Regions from separate parts of the Pan troglodytes genome. Here region 2 is linked to region 1. The links are chromatin contacts, called in public Hi-C maps. All regions are on one chromosome and are shown on one strand. Each heading gives the region's core, a stretch centred on a gene start, on an enhancer-like site or on the middle of the called end of the contact. The rest is flanking DNA. Distances are from core to core; before and after follow the strand shown. Region 1 has its middle 9.8 kb from the start of CRYGN. Region 2 overlaps PRKAG2 (protein kinase AMP-activated non-catalytic subunit gamma 2).

What was found. Hi-C and Micro-C count contacts between places; a contact is called where the count stands out from the background.
Region 2: a contact with region 1 is called in a Hi-C map of stem cell-derived neural progenitor cells, with 5 times the contacts expected there. The contact joins two enhancer-like sites. A contact is called at or near these places in 2 of 7 Hi-C or Micro-C datasets (blood and stem cell-derived neural progenitor cells).

What each region holds. Positions count from the first base shown.
Region 1 is chr6:166,467,728-166,473,420 of NHGRI_mPanTro3-v2.0_pri, forward strand. No RefSeq gene overlaps it. Among named protein-coding and RNA genes, the nearest start is that of CRYGN, 9.8 kb to the left of the region's middle. Within about 2 kb of position 1,539, at least 9 of the 24 cell types and tissues checked have an H3K27ac peak or open chromatin away from gene starts, as enhancers often do. A contact at or near this core is called in stem cell-derived neural progenitor cells, where this site is marked.
Region 2 is chr6:166,771,646-166,777,241 of NHGRI_mPanTro3-v2.0_pri, forward strand. All of the region lies in intron 3 of PRKAG2 (protein kinase AMP-activated non-catalytic subunit gamma 2), which reads right to left. Among named protein-coding and RNA genes, the nearest start is that of PRKAG2, 120 kb to the right of the region's middle. Within about 2 kb of position 3,611, at least 7 of the 24 cell types and tissues checked have an H3K27ac peak or open chromatin away from gene starts, as enhancers often do. A contact at or near this core is called in stem cell-derived neural progenitor cells, where this site is marked.

The DNA of each region.
Region 1 (5,693 bases), core at 289-2,788:
AGGTGGGATGATTGCTTGAGCCCAGGAGGTCGAGGCTGCAGTGAGCCAAGATTGCACCACTGCAACTACAGCCTGGGCAACAGAGAAGGATCCTGTCTCAAAAAAAAAAAAAAAAGACAAGACATTACAAATGGGGGGCTCCTAGGTGCTCTAATGTGAATACTCACTTAAAACCTATAATGTGATCCTACCTAAAATTGCTCAATGGCTTCCCATGGCCCTTCAAGTGAAGCAGGGACCAGGACATGCAGGACCCTGAGATCAGGCCTCCTGAGATGTTGCACCCATCCTGGGGTGCGGTCCCAACACCTGAGCTGAGTTTCCCAGGGCTCAAGGACCTGGTCTCGCTGCCCGCGCCTCCTCCCAGCCCCACTCCCCAACCTCTCTCGCCAGCGGGTACCATCCCATCTGTGTGGGCGAGGCGCTCAGCGCTAGAGCTGTGGACACCAAGGAGGAGGCGCTCAAAAGATGTTTACAAACGGGCTGGGCACGCTGGCTCACACCTGTAATCCTAGCACTTTGGGAGGCCGAGGCAGGAGGATTGCTTGAGCCCAGGAGTTCGAGACCAGCTTGGGAAACAGGGTAAGACCTTGTCTCTACTTAAATTATATATATATATATATATATATATATGTATATATATATATATATATACACATATATATATATATACACACACATATATATATATATACACATACATACACACACACACACACATATACATACATACATACATATACATGAGAGAGAGAGAGACCGGGTGAGGTGGCTCACACCTGTAATCCCAGCACTTTGAGAGGCCGAGGCGGGCGGATCACCTGAGGTCAGGAGTTTGAAACCAGCCTGGCCAACATGATGAAACCCCGTCTCTACTAAAAATACAAAAATTAGCTGGGCGTGGGGGCAGGCACCTGTAGTGGCAGCTACTCGGAAGGCTGAGGCAGGAGAATCGCTTGAACCCGGGAGGCAGAGGTTGCAGTGAGCTGCGGAGGTTGCAGATCGCGCCACTGCACTCCAGCCTGGGCGACGACAAAGCGAGACTCCGTCTCAATATATATATTTATTAAAGATATTTATAAACGAACAAAAAGTTGGAAACACTTTGCATACCAAAGCTCAGGCGTGGGCGAGAGCGGGGAGACTAGACTCCGTCCGCGGTCCAGGGCTGCATGGGGCAGCGATGCCCGCTCTGCCCAACGCTCCGCTAGCGAAGCGCAGTTCGTGGTCGCCAGGCCTGCAGCTCCCGCCTGGGCTCCGCGCTTCCGCACCGGGCTGCGGGTTCCTCTCTCCGCCTCCTGCGCCGGGTCAGCCCCGGAGGACACTGATGAGTGCGTGAATGAGTGCATGAACAAGGGAATAAATGCGCGAAGGCCAGCACCGCCAGGCTGCAGCGCCGGCCAAGGGCCCCAGCGGAGCTCGGCGGGGGTGCGGGGCGGTTCCAGGAGCCTCGCCCCCTGCTGGGGACCGAGCTTGTGCCCTGGCGTCGTGGCCTCCGGCAGGCAGCAAGGAAGGGGGTGTAAAGAGCCCAGTTAGGCTGAGTCCCTGCCCTTCCGAGGGAGCCCATCTGCGAGTGAGCCCGTCTGCAAGTGAGCTGGGCCTGGGCCTCTGCCCGGGTCGCCCCGCCAGCCCGGGCCCTCTGGCTGCGCCCCATTTCCAGCCGGCGTCAGGGAGGGGGCTGCAGTGCTCCGGGGGTCATCGGATTCGGGCGGGGAAGGAAAGGCGGGACGTCTGCGCCCCAGAAGACAGTCCCCGGGTCTCCCACCCTGAAAGCCAGCGAGGTTCGGGTAAATGAAAGTTGCTGAAGCCTGACCCCTCGTGGTGGGCACAATCACCACACGCCCCAGGTCGGCCGCGGGAGGATTTAGAATTAGAATTATTATTGCCGTTATATTTGTTTAGAGATGGGCTCTCCCTATGTTGCCCAGGCTGGTCTTGAATTTCTGGACTGAAGCGATCCTCCTGCCTCAGCCCCCCGAGTAGTCGGGACTACAGGCGGGTGCCACCACATCTGCTTAGAATTATAATAAATTCGAATTCTCATAGTGCTTACTTATAGCCAGCACCAACTAAAGCTTAACATATATTAAGTCATTTAATTCTCTCAACAATCCTAGGAGGTGGGTTCTGTCATGATCCTCATCTTAGAGTTGTGGGGAGTGAGGCCCAGCCTGCATGAGTAGCTTGCACAAGGTCACAGGGTCACACAGCAAGCAGGCAGTGAAGCTGGGATTTGAATCCAGAATTGGTGCCCTTAACCTCTACAGAGAATTATAACGCACACGTTTCCTCACCTTTGTGCAGTTCTAAAAGCACACCAGCTTTATCTATTCATATTCTTACTTTATTTTATTTTATTTGAGACAGAGTCTCACTCTGTTGCCCAGGCTGGAGTGCAGTGGCGCGATTTCAGCTCACTGCCTCCTGGGTTCAAGCAATTCTCCTGCCTCAGGCTCCCGAGTAGCTAGGACTACAGGTGTGAGCCACCACACCCGGCTAATTTTTGTGTTATTAGTAGGGACGGGGTTTCACCATGTTGCCCAGGCTGGTCTCGAACACCTGACATCGTGATTCGCCCCCCTCAGCCTCCCAAAGTGCTGGGATTACAGGTGTGAGCCACCGTGCCTGGCCTCATGTTCTTTAGATCTCACTTCACTTCCTTCTTCCTCACCTAAGTCATCAACACATCCTGATCGAATGACTCAAAGGCTGAAAATATGCTCATCCTTTAAAAGCTACCCCTCAAAGTGCAAATTAAAAGCACAATGAGACATCACAAGTGTCGCTGAGGGTGCTGAGCAAGTGGGACTCTCACTCACTGCTGGGGGGTGTGTGAAATGGTACAGTTACTTTAGTTTTTTATAAAGTCAAGATACGCTTACCATGTTAACTGACAATTCCACTCTTGGTGTTTACCTAACAGAAGTAAAAACATAGACCCCCAGCTTTGCACATGTTATAGCAGCTTTATTCATCACAACCCCAGCCTGGATGCAGTCCAGGCATCCACCAATGGTTGAATGATAACTACATCGTGGTTCATCCATACAACTGAATACCACTCAGCAGTAAAAAGGAACAAACTCTCGATACACACAGTGGCATGAATAAATCCCAGAAACATCCGCTGAGCCTAGAAAGCCAGACGCAGAAGCCTGCACGCTGGGTGGCTCTGTGTGTATGAGACTCTGGACAAGATACAGGGCTCTTTGGTGCCAAACAGCACACCAGCGGCCTCCTGGTCCAAAGCCGGTGGTGGCAGAGATGGTGATTTTAAGACACAGCACAAGGGAATTTTGGGGGGTGATAGAAAGTTCTATATTTTGATTGTGGTGGTAGGCACACAGGTGGATACGTTTGTCAAAACTCATCAAAGTTTACACTTAAAATGATTGAATACAGTAATCTCAGAACTTTGGGAGGCTGAGGCAGGCAGATCACCTGAGGTCAGGAGTTCGAGACCAGCCTGGCCAACATGGGGAAACCCTGTCTCTACCAAAAAGTATAAAAAATTAGTCGGGTGTGGTGGCGTGTGCTTGTAATCCCAGTTACTTGGGAGACTGAGGCAGGAGAATCGCTTGAACCCGGGAGGCAGAGGTTGCAGTGAGCCAAGATTGTGCCACTGCACTCTAGCCTGGGCGACAGAGTGAGACTCCGTCAAAAAAAAAAGTGAACACATTTATAGCACAATCTGACAAGACTTTAAGACAAGAATTTGGGGTGTTTAGAGAGATAAGCAAAGCGGTCATCTAAAAAGGACAAGAAAGCCAGGCGCAGGGACTCACAGCTGAAATCCCAGAGATAGACTCCATCTAAAAAAAAAAAAAGAAAGTATAGTTCTGTGATATTTCTTTTACTCTTGAAGCAAAGAAGAGCTCTCTCCCGCCAAGTTGATATTACAATCCATAGTTTTAATTTTCCTTTTTGTAAGAACACATTTGAAAGACTGTAACTAGTTAATAAACTTACCAATACATCTTATCACTAACTGCACTATTGTCTCTGAGATCCTGTACCCTCCACCTGGGTTTCTCTTCTCTTCGTGTTGAAGTATGTCTTTCAGTTACTCATTTAGTAGTAGCCTCTGTGTGGTAAACACTCTCAGTCTTTGCTTGTTTGAAATGATTGTAAAGTCTCTTCTGCCACGGAAGACGGCACAGTCACAGGTTCCAGGGATTAAGACGTGGACATCTTTGGGGGTCACTATTCTGCCGACCACAGGGAGCAGGAGTGAAGCTTCTGAGCCAGGGGCCCCAAGCCAGGGCTCTTCTCAGCACCAGCTGGGCCTCAGCAGGGAGACAGCCAGTGCTCTCCACCGCCAGCCCTCAACTCGCCTCTGCTTCTGCTCCCTTCCTGAGGCTCTGGAAGGTTCCTGGCCACCAGATGAAAGGATGGGCAAGGTGGGGGCTGCACAACAGAGCCAACATGGTGAAACCCCATCTCTACTAAAAATACAAAAGTCAGCTGGGTGTGGTAGCGGGCGCCTGTAATCCCAGCTACTCAGGAGACTGAGGCAGGAGAATCACTTGAACCCAGGAAGTAGAAGTTGCAGTGAGCAGAGATCATGCCACTGCACTCCAGCCTGAGTGCCATCCCGGGCAGTAAGCCTGTCCCCACTCCGGTTAGTTGGGAAAGATGCATGTCACCAAGGGGAGGCCCTGGCCTCACAGGGTAGGAAGGGCCTGCCTGATCCAGCCCAGGGAGGGGGGCTCTGTGCTGCGTCCCCTGCCTCTGTCCCTGCGTGGTCCCAGTGCTGCTGTCCCCCTGGAGCAGGGCTGTCCATCATCCTGAGGTGCCACAAGTCCCTGCTATGAGGCAGGGGCACCACACGAAGTCACACTGTCCCCACCAGGGCTCCTGGCCCTGTGTCTCTGTGGCCTGATCTGGGAAAGGTGCACGTGAAATCCCTCCACACAGACCCACCATGAGGGTCAACAGCAAAGTGGGTGTGGGGGCCATGGCATCGCGTTTTGATCTTTTGGTGTTTAATGAATTCTCACTGTTTAATTAGTCTCCACTTTGAAGCTCACAACAAGCCCACCATCTTGGCAGAGTTCTGTGCGGTTAACCCATTTCACAGATGAGCAAGCTCCTCCCAGAGGAGCAGAGGAACTGGTCACCAGGTGAGCGTGGGGTGCTCCTGAGAGCCCACAGCTCAGGCGGCCTGGCACCGGCAGACAGGACACCTGACCGCAGTGGCAGGGAACCCCAGAGTCGCCCTGGGCACCCTCAGGCTGGGCTCCTGGGAGGGCTGGAGCGGACTTAGGAGCAGCCAGCAGCCCTGGGAGACAGGGAGCGGGAGGGTGGGAGGAGCAGCTTTGTGCCTGCCAGGGCCTGAGGGAACAACTGCACGACTTTGCCTCTCTTTGCTTTTCCTGATGATGGGGGCAGCCTGGCAGCTGCTGTGTGTCTTCTGCTCTTTGTCACCTCCCGTCGCCCACTAGGTGTGGGAAGTAATGCAGTCACCTGGGTTTGATTCTTTGCTCCCACTTGTCCCTTCCCCAGGCAGGAGGTCAGCACCTGTGGCTCCTCTCTGGGTGGTGGATGCAGGTTCTGCTAGCTTCATAAAAGATGACAGGGACTGTCACTTTCTACTCTCTGGGAAGAGTTTGTTCCTTAAAAATTCTGGACGGTCCCAGCCTGATGCCATTCTGGGGTTAGATTTTTGACTTCCAGGTTCCATTTCTGTAACA
Region 2 (5,596 bases), core at 2,361-4,860, 310 kb after region 1:
CTAGATTGGGGTGATGGTCGCACAACACTGTGACTACTGAGTTATATACTTTAACACTGTTAAGGTGGCCAGGCACAGTGGTATGTTCCTGTCGTCCCAGCTACTAAGGAGGCTAAGGTGGGAGGATCACTTGGGCCCAGGAGGCAGAGGTTGCAGTGAGCCAAGATGGCACCACTACACTCCAGCCTGGGACAGAGCAAGACCCTGTTTCAAAAAAAAAAAAAAAAAAAAAAAAAAAAAAAAAAAATTTGTTAAGGTGCTAAATTACATATTATATGCATTTTACCACAAAAAAAGTTAAACCTACAAATACTAAAGGAAAATATGGATTAATTCTACAATCTGGATTTCTAATGATGACTAAGTATGCTCATGCTATTGTCTAATGGCTATTTTCATGTCTTTTGAGGATTGCCTAGGCATGTCTTTTGCCACACTGATTCAAAGATTCCTTTTTTTTTTTTTTTTTTTTTGAGACGGAGTCTCACTCTGTCACCCAGGCTGGAGTGCAGTGGTGTGATCTCAGCTCACTGCAAGCTCTGCCTCCCAGGTTCATGCTATTCTCCTGCCTCAGCCTCCCAAGTAGCTGGGACTACAGGTGCCCGCCACCATGCCAGGCTAATTTTTATTTATTTATTTATTTATTTATTTATTTTTAGTAGAGACGGGGTTTCACCATGTTAGCCAGGATGGTCTCGATCTCCTGACCTCGTGATCTGCCTGCCTCAGCCTCCCAAAGTGCTGGGATTACACGTTTAGTAAGCCACCGCGCCGGGCCCAAAGATGCCATATTTTTTTTACAGCTACATGGTACTCTGCTATGTAGCTGTACCTTCTTTATTTCATTGAACTACTCTATTTATTTATTATTTATTTATTTATTTTTTTGAGACAGGGTCTCGCTTTGTCGCCCAGACTGGAGTGCAGTGCAATCACAGCGCACTGCAGCCTTGAACTCCTGGGCTCAAGTGATCATCCTGCCTCAGACTCCCAAGTACCTGGGACGACAGGCACATGTCTCCATGCCCAGCTATTTTTGTTTGTTTGTTTGTTTGTTTGTTTGGTAGAGACAGGGTCTCGCTACGGTCTTGAACTCCTGAGCTCAAGCAATCCTCCTGCCTCAGACTCCCAAAGTGCTGGGATTACATGTGTAAGCCACCTCACCTGGCCAACTACTCTCTTCTATGTGGGTGTTTAGGTTGTCTCTAATACATCTGCTGAGAAGGCCTAGAAGCAATGACACCCCAGGAGTGACATGCACACGTAAACACTATTTGCCACTAAAAGTGACAAGGGCTCTTTAGAACAATGGCTAATTCCAGGGCTGGGGTGGGGAATGTACAAGATCAGCCAGAAAGCCAGGAAGTGCCCACAGCATGATGGGGACAGGGTAGGGATATTATGAGGAAAGTCAAAGGAAACAGTGATCCGCCTGGAGAGGCTCCTGCTGGCCACGTCTAGGACAATTTGAGCATCAAAAACTTGATAATGAAGACACGGAATCAACCTAAATGCCCATCAATGACAGACCAGATAAAGAAAATGTAGTACATATGTGCTGCGGAATATTACACAGCCATAAAAAAGAGATCATGTCTTTTGAGGGAACATGGATGGAGCTGGAGGCGATCATCCTTAGCAAACTAACACAGGAACAGAAAACCAAGTGCTGCATGTTCTCACTTATGAGTGGGGGCTAAATAATAAGAACTTACGAACACAAAGAAAGAAACGACAAACACTGGGGGCTATTTAAGAGGCAGAGGGTGGGAGGAGGGAGAGGAACGGAAAAGATAACTATCGGGTACTGAGCCTAATACATGATGAAATACGTGGGTGATGAAATAATATGTACAACAGACCCCCATGACACATCTTTATCTATGTAACAAACATTCACTTGGACCCCCAAACCTAAAATAAAAAAATTTTAAAATATTTGATAATGAGAAATAACATGACACTGAATAGGATACAAATCCATGAGTCCATAGATACACACACAGGGAGAGAAGAAAAACCTGTTCTTTAAAGTAGCATTCCAACCAGTCAATGTAGAATTCATGATAAATTTAGAAAATCACCTTTTGGTAATTACTATAGTAACAATTCAGGCAAGAAATACGTATCAATCCTAAAACTAGCAAGTGAAAGTTTGATGAGAAAGAAGACATTTACACAATCCCAAAGTAGGTCTCCCTGAAGCCCTGACTGGTGACAAGGGGGAAAGTAAGCCCTTTATTAAAGTAGAGAACTTTATGGTGGCAGACGCCCCCTTCACCAAGTGACCGGCATCCACTTCACCGGAAAGGTGTCGCGGCCGCATCGGGTGCCCCTGCTGGGATGCAGAAGCCCAGGGCAGCCCACGGATGGGTGGGTGCCCACCTGAGGGCGGAGGCTGGCTCTGATGGTGAGGAAATGTCGAAGGGCAGGTGACACAAGAACTGGCCATTGTCCTCCTGAAAAGTGCTCAGGTCGTGACAGATGAGACAGGACTGAGGAGCTGTTCCAGATGAAGAGACTGAAGAGAAAGGACAACGAAACAAAACGCGTGGCTGGGGGTCTCCTCTTCCAAGAAATGACGCCCCTGAGACAAGGCACAAAATGTGAATGAAGCCTGCAGCTTAGCTGATAGCATGATATTAGTGCTGATTTCCTGATTTTGACAATTATACTGTGGTTAGGAGAATGACCCTGTTTTTATGAAACATCCACTGAAATATTTAGGGGTAAAGGGATATGATGTCTGCAAATTCCTCTCAGGGGTTCAGAGTTCATATAAACACACAGTGAGAGATCGTGAGAAATGAGATATGGGCAGATCTGGTGAAATGCTAACATCGGGCAATCTGGGTGAAAAGGATATGAGAACTCTTTGTATTATTTTTGTGACTTTATGTTTGAAATTGTCAAAATAAAATGTTATTTATTATTTAATAATTGTTTTTTTAGAGACAGAGTCTCACCATGTTGCTCAGGCTGGTCTCGAACTCCTGGGCTCAAGTGACCCATTACCTTGGCCTCCCAAAGTACTGGAATTACAAGCGTGAGCCACCTCGCCCAGCCCTAAAGTGTTATTTTAAAAAAGGAATTAAGAAATACAGGCTGAGCAGTGGCTTGTGCCTATGATCCCAGCACTTTGGGAGGCCAAGGCAGGAGGATCGCTTAAGCCCAGGTGTTTGAGACCAGCCTGGGCAACATGGCAAAACCCCATCTCTACAAAATATTTAAAAATTAGCCGGGCATGATGGTGCACACCTGTAGTCGCAGCTACTCAGGAGGTTGGGGTGGGAGAATCGCTTGAGTTGCAGTGAACTGTGATCGCACCACTGCACTCCAGCCTGAGAGACAGAGCAAGACTGCATCTCGAAAAAAAGAAAAAGAGCTGCAATGGGCCTGTGTGTTAAGTAAGAGCATGTGTTAGTGCTGCCTTTTACTGTCTCCCAAGGTGGGAGCATCACCGAAGCAGGCCCTGAGAGAACTAGAGGACTCTAACTCGCTGAGGGCAAGGAGATTCTTCCGGGAATTTTTCGTTGGCTTCTCCCAAATAATAACAACAGCCTGGACACAGGATGTGCAGGCCAGCCCTGGCTGGGGACGTCTTCCAGGCTGGCGCCAGAGGGCGCTGTCCCCAGGGACCACATGGGGTGCCAGGCCACATAACTCTGCAATGTGTTGGCTGAACTTTTCAGGAAACTTGGATGCCGCACATACTTTTCCTTTCTTTGTGGGCAGGCAAGATGAGTCACGTTTTTCTGGAGTCTGCTCAGCCCCAGTATTCAGACCTCATCAGCTGCCCTGGTCCGGAAGGCTCCAGCTGTGGCCAGTGAGCGGGGGGCCCAGGGTGCCCGCGTTGGCTGGGCCAGCACTGGGGCTTAGGGGCAGACTTGGGCAAGCCAGAGTCAATCTTTTTTGTCGGGTACAGGGTAAAGCTCACAGTAATTCTGGATCATGGCAACATTTGGGGACAGACCCAGGGCCCTTTGTACAACTCACAGGGCACAGCCCTGAGGGAGGCTGGGCTTTGGCTTCATATAGTCCCTGTTCTCCCGCCCACCCACCCCCCTCCGCCGCACCTGACTCCCCACCACCTCTCCAGGCCCTACCTTCGAGTACCTCACTCTCCAGCACTTCGAGCTGCCCCTCACTCCCCAGCACTTCTCCAGGCCCTACCTTCGCGGTCCCCTCAGTTCCCCTGCCTCCCTTCCTTCCGAAGTCCACTGTGGTATTGGGAAGTTGGAGCAGCGACCTGAAGGAAGGGACCCCACCTGTGTCTATCTGCAGGAAGGGTCGCTGCAGGCTCTCTGAGAGGCAGGCTCTGGGATGGAAATGAGCATGTTGGATGTACATCAGGGAGTGCTCTTGGGCCTGACAAAGGGGCGATGGAGACCCCGTGAAGCCCCGACAGAGAGTTCTGAAGCCCGGATGCCCCTTCAGAGCTGTCCTGAGCGGGGGTCGGGGGCTGGTCCTTTATGTACATCGGCCGGTTATTGGGCGTAGGCCGGCTCTGGGAGGGGCTGAAGGCTGGCGAGGTGGCGCTCCTTAGCTGAGGGCCGTCTGTCTGTCACACCCACAGCTGGGAGTGAGTTCCTCATTCTTGAAGGAATCGGGAATCTGGGAGGCACGGCACAGCACAGCCTCAAGGGCGTTCTGGCTCCAGGGTGTTTTCTAGCAGAGGGCCCAGGGACATGCTCAGCATCTCAGGGTGTTTCAGGCAGAGGGCCTAGGGGACATGAGCCTGAGCAGAGGAAGACAGGGGGTGGGTGTGCACAAGACACAGTCAGAGCCAGCCCAGGGTGACCTCAGAGGACCTCAGAGGCCATGTGTGGTGGGGCTTGGAGTTTAAATTTAAATGTGCTGGGGAGGTGTCAAGGGGTTGAACAGGGGATGACATGATGGGATTTATGTTTTAAAAACAGGAATTGGCAAATTACTACCCAATGGCCCAATCCTGCTGGCCACTTGCTTTTATAAATACTTATTGGAACACAGCTGCACCATTAGTTTATACTTTGTCTATGGCTTCGTAGTTGCAAAAGAGACCACGTGGCCTTCGAAGTCTAAGACATTTACCATCTGGCTTTTTACAGGAAACATTTGTCAACTGCTGTTTGAAGAGACCCCTCTCCTTGCTGGGCAGAGTCATTTCCAAGGCAGCAAGGGACTCTCACGGGGGCCACGGCCCCTCACGAGCCTTCCCAGTTTCACCCCGGTGCCTAAAGCAACTCACTTTAGCAGTTGCTCGTGTTCTTTGGTATTAATGATATAAATCACCTGTGCATACCATGAGGTTCCTCCAGGAGGCTGCGGGGCCCTCCCAGGTGGAAGTGGAGAAAAGTCCTCAGTGTCTCTACCTGTGCGCAAACACAAATACTTCCACTGCCCTCTCCCGCCTCCTCTCCCATCCCCCATTGGTCTCCTCCTCTTCTCAGGCCTCTCCTCCTGGACCACCAGTGATGCCGGCAGCCACAGGTCCCTCTGCCCCCAAAGCAGGTCTCGCCTCTGCAGCATCGGTACAGTCCCACAGGCCCCTGTGGCCTCCCTGAAACTGAGGAGTAAAATGACCCACGTACGGGTCATGTGAGCAATGCCCCAG